6 separate regions of the Mus musculus genome follow, and all the other regions are linked to region 5. Evidence: chromatin contacts called from public HiChIP or PLAC-seq and promoter capture Hi-C data. All regions are on one chromosome and are shown on one strand. Each heading gives the region's core, a stretch centred on a gene start, on an enhancer-like site or on the middle of the called end of the contact. The rest is flanking DNA. Distances are from core to core; before and after follow the strand shown.

Evidence for each region. Promoter capture Hi-C pulls out the DNA fragments that hold promoters and counts their contacts. HiChIP or PLAC-seq counts read pairs in DNA pulled down with a chosen protein or histone mark. Capture Hi-C pulls out chosen DNA fragments and counts their contacts.
Region 1: a contact with region 5 is called in a promoter capture Hi-C map of embryonic stem cells, with 5 times the contacts expected there. The contact joins the promoter of Gdpd2 here to the promoter of Foxo4 in region 5.
Region 2: a promoter capture Hi-C map of erythroid cells shows a contact between it and region 5, with 5 times the contacts expected there. The contact joins the promoter of Pin4 here to the promoter of Foxo4 in region 5. A contact is called at or near these places in 2 of 39 promoter capture datasets (erythroid cells and pre-B cells) and 1 of 115 datasets of contacts at active chromatin or transcription factors (memory CD8 T cells).
Region 3: a promoter capture Hi-C map of liver shows a contact between it and region 5. The contact joins the promoter of Rtl5 here to the promoter of Foxo4 in region 5. A contact is called at or near these places in 1 of 115 datasets of contacts at active chromatin or transcription factors (memory CD8 T cells) and 2 of 9 other capture datasets (adipose tissue and liver).
Region 4: a contact with region 5 is called in an H3K27ac HiChIP or PLAC-seq map of microglia, with 6 times the contacts expected there. The contact joins the promoter of Ercc6l here to the promoter of Foxo4 in region 5. A contact is called at or near these places in 2 of 39 promoter capture datasets (both in liver) and 1 of 115 datasets of contacts at active chromatin or transcription factors (microglia).
Region 6: a promoter capture Hi-C map of erythroid cells shows a contact between it and region 5, with 2.4 times the contacts expected there. The contact joins the promoter of Kif4 here to the promoter of Foxo4 in region 5. A contact is called at or near these places in 7 of 39 promoter capture datasets (the C10 cell line, cranial neural crest, erythroid cells and 4 more), 1 of 115 datasets of contacts at active chromatin or transcription factors (double positive thymocytes) and 2 of 9 other capture datasets (adipose tissue and liver).

Annotation. Positions count from the first base shown.
Region 1 is chrX:100,728,537-100,731,760 of GRCm38.p6, reverse strand. It overlaps Gdpd2 (glycerophosphodiester phosphodiesterase domain containing 2), which reads right to left and starts at 1,914. Exons shown (of 16, transcript NM_023608.4): 1 at 1,566-1,914. It overlaps Gm52438 (a long non-coding RNA gene), which reads left to right and starts at 2,593. Exons shown (of 3, transcript XR_003953096.1): 1 at 2,593-3,004.
Region 2 is chrX:102,117,600-102,120,835 of GRCm38.p6, reverse strand. Pin4 (protein (peptidyl-prolyl cis/trans isomerase) NIMA-interacting, 4 (parvulin)) reads right to left here and starts at 1,367. Exons shown (of 4, transcript NM_027181.2): 1 at 1,272-1,367. The coding sequence starts at 1,314.
Region 3 is chrX:102,069,943-102,073,562 of GRCm38.p6, reverse strand. It overlaps Rtl5 (retrotransposon Gag like 5), which reads left to right and starts at 2,256. Exons shown (of 2, transcript NM_001278534.1): 1 at 2,256-3,620. The coding sequence starts at 2,701. Nhsl2 (NHS-like 2) reads right to left here. Exons shown (of 8, transcript NM_001163610.1): 2 at 2,084-2,239; 3 at 84-211.
Region 4 is chrX:102,155,564-102,158,882 of GRCm38.p6, reverse strand. Ercc6l (excision repair cross-complementing rodent repair deficiency complementation group 6 like) reads left to right here and starts at 1,792. Exons shown (of 2, transcript NM_146235.3): 1 at 1,792-1,975. The coding sequence starts at 1,908.
Region 5 is chrX:101,252,802-101,256,098 of GRCm38.p6, reverse strand. Foxo4 (forkhead box O4) reads right to left here and starts at 1,571. Exons shown (of 3, transcript NM_018789.2): 1 at 826-1,571. The coding sequence starts at 1,278.
Region 6 is chrX:100,623,870-100,627,435 of GRCm38.p6, reverse strand. Kif4 (kinesin family member 4) reads right to left here and starts at 1,371. Exons shown (of 30, transcript NM_008446.2): 1 at 848-1,371; 2 at 618-732. The coding sequence starts at 967. Pdzd11 (PDZ domain containing 11) reads left to right here and starts at 1,495. Exons shown (of 7, transcript NM_001356384.1): 1 at 1,495-1,550; 2 at 2,049-2,148; 3 at 2,558-2,641; 4 at 2,847-2,903; 5 at 3,476-3,566. The coding sequence starts at 2,062.

The DNA of each region.
Region 1 (3,224 bases), core at 665-3,164, 520 kb after region 5:
AAAGCTGGCTTTGGAGTGCTTGCCCAGAGTAACTTAGGAGAAATTGCCTCAGGGTGGGGCAAACTCAGTTCGGCAAGTTAAGGCAGATCTGCCTGAGCTTGAGGCAGCCTGGTGCTGTCTTGCACCCCAGAAAGCAGGAGTCAACCTGAAGCTGAGGTTCTCATTCTGACCCCAGGCTGAGAGAGACACAGCCAGTTGACTAGTTGCTATGGATACGGGATTGAACAAACCACAAAGCCCCTGACTAAAAGATTCTCTGTGTCCACTTCTCAGGGGTTAGGGGCACTGTAAAATAGAAGACTTGAGGGGAGCAGGCTGCCTGGATCACTGCCTTCTAAAGGAACCTCATTCCTGTCTGCACAGTCCAGAAAATCCAAGTCTCCCCCCCGCCCCCACAACCTAGCCTTATCATTTCCTTCCCAGACATCATATACAGTCACCCTCCACCCCAAATAGAAACCCAACTCCCACCTTCCCCGTCCCAGAGGCCCCACCCTCTGAGCTATCCTTAAAGTACATTAAGCACACAGGGCAAAGGTGCATGTGTGCGTGTCTGCTTGTGCGTGTCTGTAGCGGGGGGGGGGGGTGGTGGCGGCGGCAGGGGAATTGTTCTGGAGCAGGGTATTCCTGTGCCTTGTGGTTCTCAGTACGGCTGAGACTAAGCAGATCTACAAACCAGACTGGGCTTGTGAGTGTGATTCTACTTGAGAGGGTGTGCAGTTTGCAGCAGGTGAGAAGTCTACTACTGAACTACCAACGTAAGCAATAAGCAGGGTGTGACTGTGGGTCATGTATCAGCAGATGAACATGTGTGTGCACTAGTGGACTTGTGGCTCCCAGTAAAATGGGTTTCAAAATGACTATGTAAAGGAGCCTCTGGATAATCTCTCTCTCTCTCTTTCTCTGCTCTCTCTCCTCTCTCTCTCTCTCTCTCTCCCTCTCTGCTCTCCCTCTTTCTCTCCTCTCTGCTCTCTCTCTCCCTCTCTCCCTCTATGCTCTCCCTCTTTCTCTCCTCTCTGCTCTCTCTCTCTCTTCTCTCTCTCTCTCTCTCTCTCTCTCTCTCTCTCTCTCTCTCTCATCTAACTGTCCTGTACAAAGGAACGGTGTCGCTTTTTCACTCTGTGTGAGAGCTCTTGCAAGAACGCAAGGTGTGTCTGCTCTTAAAGATGCCCCCTTAATAAATTCTCCTTAGGAAAGGAGGGTCCCGTCTAGGTAGTGGAGGGGTGGGAGCTGGGTCCCTTCCCACTATACTGACTGGTCAACCCAAAGAGAGGCCCCTGCTTCTCCCCATCCCGGAACTGGGCTACAGTATCCTGCCCTGAGCACCAATCCACATCCCTTGCTTCGTCTAGGGTCATACCCGGGCACCCCAGATTTCCAGAGTCCTACCTCCCTCAAGAGTTGCCTGGAAGATGGAATCAGGATCTGGCCAGTCTGAAAGACCCGGAGCAGGGAATCTGACAGGGGTGCTGCATAGCCCCCTGGGCTCCATCCCTCCCGGCTTGAGCCGCTCTTTGCTTCCCGGCTCCCCAGCGGTAGCCCCCAGCCTTCCCGAGCCCTCACACCTTTTACACAGTGAGCAAGCAAGCCCGCAGCTCTGCCTCCCAGCTCCTCTCCGAGTTGTCTGCCTCCTCCCTCTTGCAGTCCCTGGCTCAGCCTCACTGGTCAAACAGGTGTCACTGTTGCCACCTACAGGAAGAAGTGTGGGTCCTCTTGGAAGGCCGGGAGAGGCGCTATGGCTCGAGCACAGTCATGGTGGGAAGATGAGCGAGTGAGCTAGCTGGAGAGGAGGTCGGCTTCTTTACTCTCTGGAGCTGGCAGTCAGGGGGCTTGGTGTGAGGAATTCCTTTGTGCAGCCTTCCCCATCCCTCTGTCCCTCCTCCTGTTCCCCTCCCAGTCACTGCCTGAGGGCTTTGTCCTGGCTCTAGGAGGCCAGGACTGAGGGCATAGGAGGGAGGGAAGCTGGGGGAGGTGACCACACAATTTTGCAACTTGGCAGCGAGGAGAAGGGGCCCTGCCAGTCCCCTAGAAACTCTTGAGTGGATAAGGAAGTCTAACCTCAAGCTTCCTAGGAGTACAACTTCCAATCATTAGCTTCCCTTTCCTCTTGGGCTATTTATACTTCTGCAAGTTCCATCGATGTGATGCTATTGAAGTGACTTTATGAACTCTAGGCAGTAAGATGCCCCATTTCTGGACCAGGAGTCCCTGTGGATGTATTCAATAGCCCTCACCGCACCACCCATCAGGTGCTCATTCAGGATATCAGGCTCGCTGTCTTGTTTATCAAGCACTGAATGGCTTCAGGAGTGTATAGTGTATTAGGGTACCAGGCTTTTGGAAGATGAACATGTACAAAAGAAGCAGGTGGCCTAGCAAGCTGTGGTCAGCTTAGTATAAAAAGTACAGGATTGCATGGGAGCTGTGTTGATGGACAGCTCTTGGATTGGGGCTGATGAAGTGACTTGGGGTCTGTGTGTGAGCACTATGGAGGGTGGGAAAGGATGACTCCTTACAGATAAGCTGGCTTCCCCTCCCCCTCCACACACTCAATTTTATCCAGTGAGGGAGACTGGCTCTCTTCTGCCAGGAGCTGGTTCCCTCCCTCTCAGCTTTCCCATTGTATCCAGAGGCTCTATTTGGCAATGACAGAGATTCTCTAACTCTCTCAGAATTAAAATGCAAAGAGGAGCAAGGCTGCTTGCTGGCAGGAAGCCAGGGAGGGCCAGCGGGTCACCTAGTCCTCCACTGGGAGTCATTCTTGGCAGGTTGTTTTTCAATTTCCTTTGCTTGGGTTGTGGTGGATTCTAGAGTCTTGTTTTCTTGTACGTGGGGATGGTTTGAGAGCCTTTTGGGGGTGGTGGGGTGGGGACAGCATTCGATATGCATGGATGAGCCTCAAGGCTTGCAAACTCCCAAAAGGTTTCAAATATAGCCTGTATGAGGTACTGCATGGCTGGCCCCCCTTCTGGCTTCTAACTGGAGACAAGAAATCTGGCATAAGGTAAGGAATAATCCTTGTCCCCCCCCCCCCACTTCCTTTTTAAGGGAGAAAGCAAGGGGGCAGTAGTTTTGTTCTGTAAACGGAAAAGCATTAGTAGGATTGCAGGGCACTAGAAAGAACTATATGGTAAATGTAACTGGCTTCTGTTCCCAGCTCTAATATTCACTGACATTGTAACTCTATATAACCACCTCTTTGTACCACGGTACTATCTCTGTTA
Region 2 (3,236 bases), core at 118-2,617, 860 kb before region 5:
TGTACCCCTGGTGACCTCACACTCAGGTCCTCCTCAGCCTCCCACTGCTGTGGCATGTCTCTGCAGTGCCTCACCCATTTCTCAGACCTTTCTTTACAACATCTTGGTTCCTTGGACCTCTGGGGTATCACTCTACTACACTCCATTTATTTGTCTCTTCTCTGGGTTCCTACAACCACAATCTTAGTTCAGGCCAACTCTCTCTCTTACCAGAACTACTGAAATCATCTCTCTCTCTCTCTCTCTCTCTCTCCCTCACTACTCTCCCCTCTCTGTTTGTTTGTTTGTTTTTAAGACAGGGTTTCTCTGTGTAGCCCTGGCTGTCCTGGAACTCACTCTGTAGACCAGGCTGGCCTCGAACTCAGAAATCCACCTGCCTCTGCCTCCCCAAGTGCTAGGATTAAAGGTGTGCGCTACCGCTGCCCGGCTTGAAATCATCTCTTTAAAGGACCTCCTGGCCCCTAACCAACCTTAATTAACACCATATACAGCACACCTCATGATTTAGTTTTCTTCTGTTTTAATTTCCCCAACTTGCTTATTTGTTTTGAAGTTTTACTTCAGCGATGCTATACTAAACTGCCTTTGGGGCTGGCCTCTCCGGGTTGAGGACTCTTTACCCTATTGCTGCTGCTTATCTCAGCCTGCCCAAAGTATCTCCAGTTTGTTTCTTTACCCTCTTTCCACCTTCTATAACATAACTCTCACAACTACATTCGGCACAGTACTTAGAGGCTACTATCTTCCCCACATTGTCCAGCGATGAATAAGAGTTGTCTTAGTTTTCTAGCCTGAAAGCACAATGTTGTCCCCAACAACGGTCTTCAAGAAGCGAGTCCCTCCTCATGTGTGTGTGTAGGGGAGGGGAGGGGGGGGGAGGTACGTCCTGTTAGTTGTTAAGAGGCCTAGATGGACTAGATTGATCACTAGTGTAGGCTTCCTTTTATTGCTGGCGTTTCATCAGATTCAATTTTAGTGGGAATAAACCCCAGGTCACGAGGAACCATCCCCAGCAGCTTCTATTGCCCGCCACGAGGGTCCCTGCACTGAAACCTCATGGATACCCTGAACCACAGCAGCTCCTCACGCACTGATCTTTCCTTACCACAAGAAGCCCAAACATAAACCACAGCGGCTCAGGGTGCTCCCGGTGGCCCTGCTGTCCGGCTTATGATCACCTCCCTCCCCCACCCCACACAGCTGCAGGTCTACTCCTGTCCTTCTCCCCATCCACCCCTACGCTCGCTCCATGACTGTCTCGGCAGGTCTACCTTTCCCTCCTTTTCCAGAACCACTTTTCCCCTTCGGCGGCATCTCTTAAGCTGGCGGATGAACTCTCCGGCAACTGTTCCGGTGCTAGCAAAAGGACCCCTCAGGCCCCACAGGTATGTCCTCCGCAATGCCTGAAAGCAGCGTCACAATCAACTATTTCTGCTGCGGTTCCAGAATCAGGCATAGCTTGGAACAGACCCAGTCCTTTGGTTCTTTGACCTATAGGAGCTAGAGATGTTAGACCAATGAGAAGCCGAAGCCTTACGGGGAGGCGGGAACAAAGGTTGCCCAGAGACGAGAAAGCGCAGCCTCTATTCTGTTCTTCAAAGCTTTTACTTGCCCTCATTTGCACTTGTTCTTTGCTCTCTCTCGCCCCGCCCACTTTTTTGTGCATGCGCAGTGCGAGCCTCAGGCCACTGCAGTTCTTTGGCGTGGGCTTTTGCTTTGGGGATTCTAGACAAAGGGACAGCAGAGGGAGTTTAGATAATGGCCTTCTTCCGTCCTCTCTCCGACTGACACAGACCTGCACTCCCTAATGGCTTTTCTTACTTACTTGTTTGTTTATATTTTTGCAGCAGTAGTTGATGGGGTACAAAAGATGGAATTTTTTTTTTAAAGCCTATCATCCCATTGCCTGTGACAGGCAGAAGTCTGTCATGGAGAAACATTGGAAGCAGCCTAAATTAATTTTAAAATAACGATTATAAGCTGTGTGTACAGAAATAGCCTTAAGGAAGATTATAGACCAAGATGTAGAATGTGATTTTTTAAAGTTATATATCCTGGAGAACATAATCTATGCACCTAAAAGACAAACAAGGCATTAATGCTGTTCAGCAGGATAGCATGTGACCACTCGTGTCAATCTATATAGTATTCATGTCTCTGTATTTTTCCAGAGTTCTTTTCTTTTTTCCTTCCTTCCTTTCTCTTTCCTTCCTTCTTTGCTTCCTTTCTTTTTTCTTTTGATACAGGGTTTCTCTGTATGTAGCCCTGGCTGTCCTGGAACTCACAGAGATTTGCCTGCCTCTATCTTCTAACTGCTGGGGCTTAAGATATGTGCCACCACCTTCCAGCTCAAAGTTTGTATGACAGCACAGCATAAGGCAATTTAAAGCTTGGATTCTGGAGGCACATGACCTGCTTTAAAACCCCTTCTACTAGTCCTGTGACCTTGAAGACGCTCTTGGGCTCAGTTTCCATCTTCTGCGAGATGGTGTTGTTAAAGTATCTGCTTATGGAGTATCATGAGAAATAATTTCATAGTCGATGACTAACTGGGGGCGTTTACTTAAGATGAATAGCTTTTGAATTTGCATCCCAATGTGCTCTTGATCTCTCTTTCTCACTCAGTCTCTCTTTTTGAGACCAGGTCTTGCTTAGTAGCCTAGACTGTTCTGGAACTTACTATGTCCTCCTGCTTCTGCCTCTCAAGTGGTGGGAATCATGTGCCACTTGGATACATTTTTCTCTTTCCCCCACAATCCTCCCCTCCTCTACCAATAATTTTCGTATATGACATCTTTCCCTCTATTCCATGAGATCACTGTCCTATCTTGGCTATCTGACTCAGCTTAGTTTTTGTCTGTTTTTGCAATACTGGTGATCAAATTCATGGCCTCACCAAGGCCAGGCAAGAGCTTTATGGTTGAGCCACACCCCAGGCTAAAATTTTGTTGTTGTTGTTGTTTGTTTGTTTTAGATAGGATCCCACTATGCAGCCCAAACTGGTCTTAAATTTCCAATCCTCTCACTTCTGCCTACTGAATGCTAGATTATAGGCCTGTCCCACCAACCTAAGCTAAATTTAGCTTTTGAATAGTCTCTGCTGGATGTGGAGGTGACTCGTGGGCCCCTTTGTTTTATGATGCTATGACTTCTGGATGAATTTTGGTCCCTCCTTATTTCAGATTGATAGTATCAGCTGTGGAGAAGGTTCCCGATATGGAAGGGATCATTGCTTT
Region 3 (3,620 bases), core at 1,007-3,506, 820 kb before region 5:
GTGGGGGTGTCACGTAAACAGTTCAAGATCCCCTGTCGGTGGGTGCACGCTGGCTCTCCCAGGTTGGGGCAGAGGCAACTCACCATCAGTACAAACTCCAGACGCTTGGCAGACTGGGGCCTTGGGCTGGGAGTAGGCTCAGGGGCCCCATCAGAAGAGCGGAAGGTCTGCCCCAGAAGTCTGGCCTCCGAATACTGTTCCTCATATTCTTCTGAAAGACAGCATAGTGGAGACACACTCTAGGGGGCCTCAGCCAGGTGCCAGGCTAGGGAAGGACCATGAGCCAGTCTCCCACACCAAGCTGCCCAGGCTGACTCGATGGCTTCTTTGAGCTATTTCCTGGCCATTGGATTCAGAAATGGAAAAGGGCTTGGTTTCCAGGACCATGAGAGTAGAGGAAGAAAGAAAGTCAGTAAATCCAAGCTGTGCTGCTTTGGGGACCAAGCTTTCTCTTAGTGGTCCCCACCTTAAGTGCTCAACTGGAAGCCCACACCTAGGACATCCTTTGCTAAAGTTCCATTCTCTGAGGCTCTGCAGCTCTTCAGCTGTTCTCCAGCACTGCTCAGGAGCAATGTGCATGAAGCCGGAAGAGAACCACACTGAGAAGTCCAGTCTGGAACCCTGCCTTGGATTGCAAGAACTTATGTTTGCTTTGTTTTTCTTTGAGACAAAGTTTTACATGTAGCCCAGGCTGGCTTCAGAACTCAAGATCCTCCTGCCTCAGTCTCTTGAGTGCTGGAGTTACATACAGGCTTGTGCCGCCATACCTGGCCGCAAGAACTCACGATTGATGTTTTCTAGGTCTGGTTCCACTGTGGGTGGGGTCAGGTCTAGGGAGGCTAAAAGTCAGGAAACCGAAGGTGGTGGCATAGAAGACAGCCAAGTTCATGGACACATGATGACGGAAGTATGTGTAAGATGTGAACGGGCCTGACCAAAGCCATGGCTTAGATGACATGCAGAAAGTGAGAGGTCAGAATGGACATTCCAGGCTCTGTGTGCTCTGAATCTGGTGCTGAGGCTGCTCTCAGGGCTGATTCTCTGCAGCAATGTCTGCGCTCTCTGCTCCGATTCCCTCTTCAGAAGCCCTTCCAGGTGCTCTTAAGTCTCAGGGCAGATACCCAAAGAGCACTCTTCCCTTTGAACTGTGGCCCCTGGGCATGTTGGAAAAGTTTTTCTTTGTCTGGAGGTGGAGGTCTGCCTCTCTCTGAGTTTCTGCTTCCTGGTCCTAATTCTACCTTTGCTAAACTAGCACATTCACTCCCCTCCCCCTCTTGCATGGTAGCTCTTCCTTGTTGGACACAGGGCTCATGATTATCTCTTAGCATCTTGCTTCTCTAAGGTCACTACTGCCCTTTTCGGGGAGCTGGGGGTTTCCACTGTATCCCCCTTGGGAGGCCCATCAGATGTTTTCTGTTCTGCACTGGGATTAATATATGCTGGCACGGAGATATAAGAACTGACAAGATATTTTGTACATTTCGTATCCATTGGGCACCTCCTGGGGGAATTCAGCCCTGTGTCCAGTGTCTCTGAAAAACTCAAGTAGTAAGAGAAACTCAAAGGTACAAGAGATGGCTTTTTTTTTTTTTTTGTGGTGCTGGACATAGAAGCTTGGGCCTTGCACATGCTACCACTAAGCTACATCCTCAGCTTGGAGAGATATATGGAGGAGCTCATTGTGGTTGGGAGGTTATTACAAGAGCAGAGTGTGTGAAGTCCAGGTAAGGAGAAACCCCTTTGTTTTCTGGTGCCAGCATCCCAAGGCATGGGCTATATAACAGGAGGGCTGGAAGGAATGTGGGTCCCCATTGAGGGAGTCTCCCATTTCCTTCTCCGTGAATTGCTTGACCACTACCCTGTCTCAGCCTGTATCCTTTCTCCCTTTATGGACTACTGAACCAAAAAGGGAGGGAGGAAGGGAGCAACAGCACTGGAAACAGAATGTTAGCATCATCAGTCTGGAAGGTGAAAAGAGAGATGGTTTGGAACTGTTTTCTTTTCTTTTGCTGCTCCCCATTTCTTCTTTGCCTCCCTCCTGCTGCGCAGCTGCCTCTAAGGCAGCCCCCCACCCTCGCAGTACCTTGCAACAGGCTCTGGAGATTGAGCTGCGCCTCGCGAAGCAGTTCCTCTACACTCGGGGGCCTGCCCGAGGAGAGGAACACGTTCACTGGCTGTCGCCATGACGACCTCGAGTGGGCAGTCGCTGTCGCATTTTCCCGACCCGAGTTAGCTGCAGCTAGGGAAGGAGAGAGTGAGTGAGAGCGCAGCCGCGGGAGCCAGTGGGCTCCCTCGGTTCCCGAAGGCCCGCCCCTGCGGGGGGCGCGCGTAGCTGAGCTTAAAAGGCGAGAGGGATCGCTGTCTGCAAGATTTTTCCTCGACAGATCCTGCCGCAGTCCCTTCCCTCCTACTCTGCCTGCCTCTGTTGGCGTCACCTCTGCCAGCGTCTCGTCTGTCTCCTGCGCCTGCCGCCTCCAGGTCCCGAGCTGCTGCCTGCTCTCTCTCCGACCCCTGCCACGAGGTAACGCGTCCCGGACCGAGCCCCTGTGGGTGTGGCCCGGGCTCGCTTGCGCCGGGTCGCCCTGTCGCCGCACGTTGGTCTCCTCCCACGCCCACCTCCTCATTTCTGCCTCCTCCTGCACTCCCCATAACTCCCTACCCCCAAGTGCCCAGCACTCAAAGCCCCAGGAACTTGTCACAATGTCTGAAGCGGCGGGAAATCTCAATAGCCTCCGCTTGGCGAATGTGGCCCTGCGAGAGGAGTTAAATGCCCTTCGAGGAGAGAATGTCCAGCTGGGCCTGCAGCTCGGAAGAGCCTTGGCCGAGGTTAATTCCTTGCGGGGCAATGTCTCGAGCTACATCCGCTGGCCCATGCCCATAGTACCGGTCCTTGCCGAGGAGAACTTTGAGTTCCTGCTCAATGAGACTGATCCCACTCCTGAGGAGGAGGAAGAGGAGGAGGAGGAGGTGCCTTTCCTGTGCTGGCCTCCTCCACGCACAGATCCCGAGTACGTCTCAGATGATCTTTTGATTAATGTGGTCCAGGACTATACCAACCCCGACGGGTCCAGTGACCCTCCTCTGTCACCCAGCCCGTCCCAGCCGGAACTGCACTCCCCCATGTTAAAGGAGCCAACCTTTGAGTTCCTTTTGCCACCGCTGGAGCGGCCAGACATAGAACCCTTTTCAGGCGACCCAGTGTACCTGGCTGAATTTCTGATGCAGCTAGAGACTTTCATAGCAGATCACGAGGATCACTTCCCTGGGGGCGCGGAACGGGTGGCATTTCTCATCTCCTTTTTCACAGGGGAAGCGAGAGACTGGGCTATCTCAGTCACTCAGGAAGGAAGCTCCTTGCATGCCAACTTCCCGCGCTTCCTGGATGAAATCCGTAAGGAATTCTGTGGCCCCATCCCCTCACGCGTGGCTAAAAAGGCCATACGCAAGCTCAAGCAGGGAAACTGTACCCTGGGCAGCTATGCAGATGCTTTTCAGTTCTTGGCCCAGTTCTTGTCTTGGGATGACTGTCGCCTCCAAAACCAATTTCTCAAAGGCTTGTCAGAAATTTTTCGAAAGGAACTCTTATGGTCAACTGAAGTGGCCGACCTGGATGAGCTGAT
Region 4 (3,319 bases), core at 543-3,042, 900 kb before region 5:
CCTGGCTGTCCTGGAACTCATTCTGTAGACCAGGCTGGCCTCGAACTCAGAAATCTGCCTGCCTCTGCCTCCCGAGTGCTGTGATTAAAGGCGTGTACCACCACTGCCCAGCTCAAAATGGAAGTCTTATTCCAAATAGTTTATTATATTGGTGCAAGTGTCTCTTATGTTGGGGTCCATTTCTCAGGGAATCACAATGTCCATGTCCCCATCAGTATGTTTTGAGTCCTTGCTGGCCTCGAACTCATCATAATCCTATCTCAGTTTCCAGAGTTCTGGGCTTCAGGAGTGGCTTTCTTAGTAATATATAAACCAGAATAATTTTTGTTGGCTCTCGACCTCTTATGTATCTTTTCCATTTCCCTAAGGCCTGAGCTTTGCCTTTGAAAATGACTGCATCTTAACTAGAACTTCTGAAGGGGATAACCACATTATAATTGCACTTATTTGTTTATCTTCACAAAATGAAAGAAGCCATAGAGTCACAGAGCTAAGCAAATGCTCTACTACTGAGATATAGCCCCAGCACTCACAGGGTCTCACTAAGTGGCTTGGGTTGGCCTGAATGGATTTTGAATCTGTAATCCTTCTGCGTCAACCTCAAAGGTGCTGGAACCCTAGGCTTTGGTATCTCCACGAACAAAATAAGCCAATTCAGGCCAAATTAAAGTATAAAGGCAGGTTTATTGGGGGCAGCCTCCAGGCAGGTTCATTCACCATACAGGAGGGGGGTGTCAGTGAAGTCACCATGGAAAGATAGGCAGAGAAGGGGGAGAGAGAAAGCAGGCATGCAGAGAGAAAAGAGAGGGAAAACCAAAAAGGTCTGTATTACATAATGAAGAGCTGCTGGGTGGCCCAGCCTCTGGGTTGGAAAGTTCAGTGTAGAGGGTGGGGTTTGCCAGTCATGCCCTGTAACAAGGATGAAGGATGGTGGGAGAACCTGAAGGCCAGGTCCACTTTGGTATGTTATATATGCACCTCAGCTACTTGTCCCGGATCTGAAACCCAACAGGCTTGTGCCACCAAATCTAGCTATTATTATTTTTTTACATTTAATTTTTTCATCATTTCATATATGAGTAATCTGTAAGCCATTCATTCCCATTCAACTCTTATCATGTCCCCTTCCCAACCTCTCAAATACATAAATAACCTCTACTCTATTTGGTATTGCGTAAATAAGGGCGTGTGTGTTTGTGTGTGTACTTCTGAGACAGGGTCTTGTTTATATGCAAGCTCAGTCTGGACTAGATCTTGAGATCCTCCTGCCTCTGCCTCCTAAGCACTGTTATCAGAGGTGTGCACCACCACGAGCGGCTTAGGCTTTGTCTTTGAAAATCCTTCTTCAGTGTCAGCTTTAAGTTGCAGGATTGCACTTCTAGGTGTGTGAATTCCAAGTATGTTCAGTGCCAGGCACTGGCGGGGAGGAAAAGGGGGCAATGGAGACCTCTATGGGCCAGTACAATAAGACAGCCTCCACTCACAAGGACAAGAGAAACAAGCGCGCATTTTACTCACGCTCTTAACTCCTTCCCTTCGCTCTCATTACTCAACATTCACACTCACCGCCACGCAGTTAGGACGGAACTGAAACCACCACCGGTCACGTGAATCAGCAGCCCCCCCCCCCTCCAAAAAAAAAAAAAAAAAAACCCAAAACGTAAGGCCACTCTAGCTAACGTAGCTAGCTAGCGCCAGTGCTCGAGGGCGCAGGCGCAAGACCTTCCTGGGCGGGGCTCAGGAAACCGCGCTCGAGCGCCAGATCCCGGATTGGCCCGCCGCGAGGCGGGCAGTTGGCTCTACCAGTCTAGTGCGTGAGCCCAGCCTGGGTAAGGCGGGAGCGAGCGAAATTCAAGCGCGGTTTTAACTGGGAGTCTCCTTTCCTGGGCTCTCCGGATTCCCTGGCCATGGAGGCTTCCCAAGGCTTAGCGGAAGTGGAGACTTTGAGCCCACAACTGGCCGAGAGTTACCTGAGGTATGTTTGGGTCTCCGGACGGGTCGAACTTGCAGTCCCTGGCCTGGGGTTGAGGTGGAGTGGCTCCCACCTCCCCCTAGGATCTGCTGTGGCTTTGACCAGATTTCTATTTCGGGGAGCTCGCCCTGCCAAGTCACTCGTAAGTCAAATAACTCTTGAGTATGAACTCTTTAAGAGCCTGAATTTTAATTAACTGATGAAATCTTTGAGTCTTTCTAACTCGCCAACCGCCAGACCTGGGAGAAAAGAGGAAAAATAGTCCCTAAGTTGTTAGCAATTGGGTAGTGAAAATGGGATCTGAAACAGAAATACTTTATGGTGTTTGATGGATGCTGTAAAATGTTTTATTTCCCGACCAGAGTGCTGCCATTAAAAGAAAGGGGGTCCAGTTACGAAGGGAAGACATATGCCCCCAAAGGAACCATTAAGCCCAGTGAATGAATACGCTTTCACCAGATGCCTAGGTTGGAATATTTAACTATTAAAAATTGTAGTGCAGGGCTGGAGAGATGACTCAGAGGTTAAGAGCACTGACTGCTCTTCCAGAAGACCCAGGTTCAATTCCCAGCACCCACATAGTAGCTCACAACCATTATGTAACTCCAGTCCTACAGGATCCTATGTTCTGGTACCTATGTGATGTACATGCGCCCCCCCACCCCCGCCCCGCGCGCGCATATGCAAAACACCCGTCTATGCCTATATAATTTTTAAAAGACTACATAAAATATTAGCAAAGGATTTGTAGACATTTCTCTTAAAAAACACATAATGGCAAACAGGCACATGAAAAGGTTGCTCAAAACCACCCCTAAGTAGAGGAAAAAAGATCACAACTATAATGGGGTGTGTGCCATCCCCTCCTGAGACTGAAGATACAGAGGGTTGTGAGCCACCATGTGGGTGCTGGGAACTGAACCAGAGTCCTCTGAAAGAGCAAGCACCTAGTCCTCTTAACTACAGAGTCCTCTCTACAGTATGTAGATTTATGTTGTTAACTTGTAGGGTTTTTTTTCCTTGGAGACAAGGTTTCTCTGTGTGGATCAGGCTGGCCTTGAACTCACAGAGACCCACATACCACTAACTTTTGCTCAGTGCTTGGATTAAAGGCTAGCGCCATCACTGCCAGGCATAGGTTTTGTTTTTTTTTGTTTTTTTTTTTTTTGAGGCAGGCTGCTCTTGAACTCTATCCTTCTCTCTGAGTCCACATAGTGATGGAATTACAGGTACATAGCACCATGTTCCAGTGAATCAACGATCAGTCAGTGGACAGAGCCACCAGTACTCTAAGTAGAGTTTTCCCTCGAGGGACCTCCTCTTAGATAAAAATGGAGAAAAGAATTT
Region 5 (3,297 bases), core at 322-2,821:
ACAAGGCATGGATACGGGCTGAACCCTCCTTAGTTTTGTGATTAGAGTCCGTATTTCTCTGGCGAAGTTTTCAGAGTTACCGTTTGAGATCTTCCCAGTTTCTTCAAGAAAGACCAAGGACCAACTTGGACTCGAAAGTCAAAGCTATATGATACCTCCTTTCTCCATGAGTAGTATTCCTGAACAAAGACTTTCCCCGTGAGTTTGGAGAGCGCCTTACAAGGAAGGATTTTCGTCAGGAGAAGGTAAACTGAGGCAGATAGCAGCTTGCGGGCCTCTTTCCTTAGTGCACAAGGTCGCTACCTTTCCCCATGGATACCAACCACTTTGCCCCCCTTCACCGCCCACTCCCTCTTGGGCAGAGCAATCGTAGAACAGTTCTGTTCACTGAGGTATTGGGAGGCGAGCAGGGAATCCGAGTAATCCCGCAGGAATGGGCCAAAAGGTGTTGGGTGGGAGGGGAGGGAGGAGGGAAGGCTAGGTGCCGGTGGAGAATCCACACAGTTCCTGCTGTACATAGGATAAAGACTTCTCTGTGGGAATAAATGTTTGGAGCAGCTCAAGCCAAAGTGCTGAGTAGCGAGTAGAGAATTCGATTTTCCTCAGAGCAGGGACAGTGTCTTATTCATCTCCGATCCTCCTGCTTCAAGCTGCTCAGAGTGTGGTATATACTATGTACTAAGTAAATGCCTGTCTAACTGAAGATTAAAGGTGGATCTTTGGGCTTTCCAAAGGGGTGGAAAGGCGGTAATGGGGGGCCCCGGAGTGAGAGTAACTAGAGGGGTCCAAGGGTGGATGGCGTGAAGGTAAGGGAGTCATACTTACCTTCCATCCTGCCGAGCTGTTGCTGTCACCCTTGTCCTTGAAGTAGGGCACCGTGCGGACCATCCATTCGTAGATCTGGGCGAGTGTCAGCCGCTTCTCCGGGGCGCTTTCAATGGCCTGGCTGATGAGTTCTGCATATGACTGATTTCCCCAGGCATTCCGGCGGGAGCCTCCCTTCCGAGGACCTGTTACAGCCCCCAGGATTCCCGGCTGGGGGCCCCCTGCCGGCTCTGGGAGCCGAGAGGGCAACAGGATCGGTTCGGAGTGTCCCTCCGTGGGTACCTTCTGTCCCAGACTGGGCTCCACCTCGGACGGTTCGTGTGGCTCCGTAGCGAGGTCTGGTCGAGGAAGGGGCCAGGTGCAGGATCGCGGACGGCTCTGGGGTTCGAAGTCGGGATCGAGGTCTAGGATCGCGGCAGCCCCTGTGGCTGACTTCTTATTCTCTGGATCCATACGTGGGGTCGAACCTCTGCAGCTCAGCGATCAGTGGAGCCTGCCACAGTCCCTCACCATGCCTCCCCCAAGGGGGGAAACACATTCTTTCCAGTTCTCAGAAAGTCACGAACTTCTCCCTCGTCTCCGGACTCTAGCTCCTAAACTGTCCCTTTCACTCCGTTCTCCGATCCCCTCCGGAGTCCGGGCTGCAGCCTCAGAGTAGCGCTCTGAGGCACCACCTGTAACCTCCGCCTAGCGAAGGCACTTTCTGCACCCTCTCACTCAGCTTCCTGCTCTTTTAAACCTGAGGCACCGTATCCCCTCATACATTGCGCTCCCATCACCGAACGTCTCCTCAGCGAAGTTCCCTCCCCCTTTCAAGTTGCTGCCCCCCGGACACTCCTCCCAAATTTCCTCCACCCGGATCGCTGCCCTCCCCCACGCCCCGCTCCCGGGCGTCACTTGTCCCTCCCCTGGCTCTCCCTCCCCTCGCCTCTTCCCTCCAGGTCACTCTTGAGAGGGTCAAGGTTCTTGCGGCCCCAGCCTCCCCAACTCCAGAACTGAATCCCCTATCGGACCCCCCCACCCCCCGCCCCCCGGGTTTCCCTTTTGTTTTGCTCCAAGCAGCAGCCCCCGCCAGACGTCTCTGTTTACCACTCGCTGGGGCAGCCATCTGCGCACGCGCCTCAGGAGCCACTTGGGAAACTGAGTTCTCGAATCGTGCCACCCTGGTCGTTCTCGAAGACTACATCTCCCGTCCTACCTTGCGATCAGGAGTCCGATATCGGCCGCAGGAGAGCGGCGCGTGGCAGGATGTGGGGAGGTGGAACTTTAATGATTAGAGGTCGTCCCGGACTCTTTTTCTTTTCTTAAAAATATTTTTCCTCATTCCTTCCCTTTTCACCCACTTCCTCGAGTTTCGGGGTCGCCCAAAAGATCGTTTTGAAAGACGCTAGATTTTCCCATCCTTCACTAAGAAAGCAAAGTGAAAATGTATTGCCCTTATAAGAAGCAGAAAGAGTATCAACAAGTAGGGATCTGATTAGAAAATAAGACACACTCACTTGGGGAGTTGAGAGGGAAGCTTGTGTAACAACAAACAGTGTTCATTGGTTATGGTGCACTCTCTCCATTTTCTATGTACATTTCACAGACAGTCTTGCTAGTTTCCTCTGTCAGCTATGCAGGCCTCTGAAATACTGATCTTCTCCTTGTTCTGATCTTCAATGGCTTCTCATTCAACATGTCTCCAACTGAACTTTTTTTTTTTTTAATCTCTTTCTGCACCTATACCTCCACCCTCTAGCTACCTTTAACCTCTGTTATTTTGTCTTTTTTCTGGAGCTGAGGACCGACTCCAGGGCCTTAGCCCTTGTTAGGCAAGTGCTATACCACTGAGCTAAATCCCCGATCCCTACTCTTAAGCTCTGAATTTGGTTAGAGGCTGTTCTGGGTCTACCTAACCTTCTCAGCCACACTGATGGTCACCTTTCCACTTCTGTAACTTGCTACTTCCAAATTCTAAATGGAGACATTATGACTGGGTTTAAGTTCTTCAACAGTGCACCGGCTTCTAATCCTTCTAATCCTTTCAAATAAAGCCATTTCCTAGTGGGCCTATGGGGGGCATTCTTATTCAAACCAGCATATCAAAATTAGCTCACTTACAGCTCACTTAACCATGCAAGGTATGGTTAACCACTATTATATCTGTTTTATAGATGAAAATACAGATGATCTCAGAGATCAAGTGATTTACACAAGGAAACAGGTGGGCCTAAAAATCCAAAGTACTGTAATGTTCAAACTCTAGGAAAGCTCTTCAGGTTCAAGTTACACTTTTCCTGCCCCATCTTTCAACTAAGCACACTAAGTTTGAACCAGCTGTAGTTTCCCCCTATTTTCTAGAAATGCTTCCACCTTATAATAACTTTCCCTTTGCATCCTCTTTCTGTCTTTTTATTGTTGTTGTTTAGTTGTTTAACAGAAATCTTCTTCCCCCCAATCCCTGTCTAGTTTTGCTAGACAGAGTTTCTG
Region 6 (3,566 bases), core at 122-2,621, 630 kb after region 5:
TATGCTGTTCTTGCAACATTTCTATAACTACTATAACTACAGTGTTTTCAAGTTTTACAATAAAGTCTGGGCCTATAGCTCACTTGGCAAAGTACTTGTCTAGCATACACAAAGCCATGCGTTTGCTTTCCAGCACAGCATAAGCCAAATCAAGGAGGGTGGTTGTACTGGCTAGTTTTGTGTCAACTTGACACAGCTGGAGTTATCACAGAGTAAGGACCTTCAGTTGAGGAAATACCTCCATGAGATCCAACTGTAAGGCATTTTCTCAATTAGTGATCAAGGGGGAAAGGCCCCTTGTGGGTGGGACCATCCCTGGGCTGGTAGTCTTGGGTTCTATAAGAGAACAGGCTGAGCAAGCCAGGGGAAGGAAGCCAGTAAGGAACATCCCTCCATGGCTTCTACATCAGTCTTTGCCTCCCAAGTGCTGAAATGAAAGGTTCTCTGTGAGGTCCCAAGACAACAAAATATGTCTAGGTCAAAGATAAACTGGATGTGTTACTAGGCTGTGGGCTGTTTTTAAAGGCAGAAGTCTGTTTCATCCATTCCTCTTATTTGTAGTGCCTATATGACCCACCCACACACACACAAACGCCCAGTGAATTAGACAGCCTCACCTTTAAACACGCCTTTTATGAGTGGAGCTACTGCTGTATTAAAGACCTCTTCCTGTTCAGTAGAGGGGTCAAACACAAAATCGTAGGTAAATGATTTATCATTACCAACCACCACCTGCAAGAGGCAAGAGACAAGGATGGGGAAGGATTAAAAAAAAAATGCCTGACCACGCCCCTCGCTCCTTTCAGCCTCAGCTGTGGAGGAAGCCACTCCAGACTCGACTACCCACCTGAGGCTCTCCGGGCACAAAGGAAAGGCACGTCTGGCAGCCCTCCTTAATCTCTTTCGAGACGAGGGGGCGACAACGCAGTGCCACTCTTACGGGAATCCCCTTCACCTCTTCTTTCATGGTACCAGCTCAGCAGGTGTCCGTGCTGGGTGAAGCCGGCTCTCCCAGGAGCCCCCGGAGGCTGGCAGGAGTGGAAAGGCCCTTCTCAGGCGGTGGGAGAGCTCGGAACTCGCTGATGCACTCTCCCTCCCAGCGGGATCACGGTGTCCTGTCACTCTTGGCCACCGCCTAAAGGTTTGTCAGTCCCAATACTGCAGGGCGAAGCGGCGTCAGCAATAAGGAAACTCCAGCAGAGACAGCAACCGCGACCCCAAGCCCTAAAGTGCTCCAAAGCGCAGAATCGGAGCTAACGCGGTGCCCGGGTAACTCACCAAACTAAACGTCCCTCTCACCGACCTTCCCTGGCGCCCTGTTCCAACCGGAGCTTTAACCGCCAAGTTTCAAATTGATCCCAGAGGCGCCAGCCAATCGGAGCGCGTACAGCCTGTGAGAAGCAGACGAACTTGAGCACGCACACCGTGACGCGCAAGGAGGCTGGAGCTCTGGCTCGCCCAAAGAGAGCTCCGCCCCGGCAGGGTGGTAGGAGCATCCGCTTCCGGTTCCGACGCCGAATTGGCTGTCGCTGACCGAGGCCTTCTTACCGGTGAGGTGGCCCTGAGTTAAGTGGTCGCGAGCGCGGGATTCGGGCGGGTTGCAGGACCTGGATCTAGAAGGTAGCCCGTGTAGACGGAACCCGTCTGTGGACACCACGTTTACTAAGCACCTCTAGAGATTGTGTCTGGCCCCAATCCCTATGGGATAGTTAAGAGTTGGCACTCCCTTGCTGTTTTAAAGTAGATCTTTGTAGATGTGTAGATTCTCTTTTCCTAGGTTGGAAGTGGTGACACCTATTGTTTTTTGTAGAATTGTGAGAAATGCAAACATGCCATTAGAGTGCTTAAAAAATTAATTTTTTTGTCTTTTGTTTTTGTTATTTTGTTTTGTAGCCTGCCTCTCCTCCCTACCCCCCCTCCCCAATCTTAACACCTACTTGTGGGCTAGTCCCATAAAGGAATGGCCCTCGGCTGGAAGGCTTTCTGGAACTTAGAGTGCTTGGTCCTTTTTAAAATCATTTTCGTTTCCTTTGATTCGTCCTTTTCAGGGCTTTGCCTGAAATGGACAACCGGATTCCCTATGATGACTACCCTGTGGTTTTCCTGCCGGCCTATGAAAACCCTCCAGCGTGGATTCCTCCTCATGAGGTGGGCGCCATCTGCATTCCTGAATAATCATGAGATCTATGAAAGAAAAAGTAGCAGGGCTAGGAAACTCAGTGGAGAGTGGATCTTAGGTGAATTCTGAGCAACAGTGACCCACTGGTGACTTCTTGCAGAATCACCATGCCAGAACCCTTCACACTGGTGAATTCTGAAAATTCAGAGCCTTAATTTCCATCCTGTCAATAAGAAAGGACTAGGGATCTATAGGGCCACTAACATGTCCCGAGACTAAACAGCCACTCCTCTGGACTGTTTTATCTGTGCTTTGTAAACTGAGTCAATGGCTTTACCAATTCCTGACATATATCTGGTTTATTGGTATTCTAAAAGAAGGTAGATGTAACACATCTAAGACTGGGAATAAGATTTCGGGGATTGCTGTATCTTGCAGAGAGTGTACCACCCAGACTACAACAATGAGTTGACCCAGTTTCTGCCCCGAATTGTTACACTGAAGAAGCCTCCTGGTGCTCAGGTAAACTTATAGGGGCTCTTATTCCAGTAACGTTTGGTCCATGCCAGAAATTGGCCATGGTTGGGGTGTGGATGTGGATTGGGAGGTAGGTGACCAGAAAAGCAGAGGTGGCACTTCTACAGCATCTCCTTTTCTTCTGAGTACATAGATGTCCCTGTTCTTATGTCTCTGCTGAGTCTGCATCCTGTGTCCTTTTGTCTTTCAGTTGGGATTTAACATCCGAGGAGGAAAGGCCTCGCAGCTAGGCATCTTCATCTCCAAGGTCTGTGTGAATGTGTGTGTATGATAGGCTGTATGGCTAGCTACTTTGTTATCATATTAAAGTGCACTGGTGGCCCAGCAGATAAAAAAATGGATGACCCGCTGGAGTCATAGGATAGACATAATGGAAATTCAGCCTTTCCCTTTGAGAACTGTACTTGGGGCCAGTATGCTGGGGCATGTGGGCATGTCAGTACTCTGAGAACTCGAGAGGCAGAAGGGGGAAGATTAGGAGTAGGTAACAATCTATAAAGTCAAGGCAGACAATGGTGACATAGGACCTTAGTCCCAGCACATGGGAGGCAGAGATAGGCAGATCTCTGTGAATCCAAGGCCAGTCTGGTCTACGGAGTGAGTTCCAGGGCAGCCAGGGCTACAAAAGAAAAACCCTGTCTTTAATTAAGAAAAAAAAAAAAGAATCTCAAAAAAACAAACTGAGAACCAAATTTCACTAGCAAGCCACTTAATCTCCCGGCGGTATCACCAAAAATAACACATTTGAAGAGCACTGAATTTGCCCTGCAGTCTCCTGATTTACTCCATCACAACTACATAATACCTCTTCACTAACAGGTGATTCCAGACTCGGATGCACATCGAGCAGGACTTCAAGAAGGGGACCAAGTTCTAGCTGTGAATGATGTGGATTTCCAAGATATTGAGC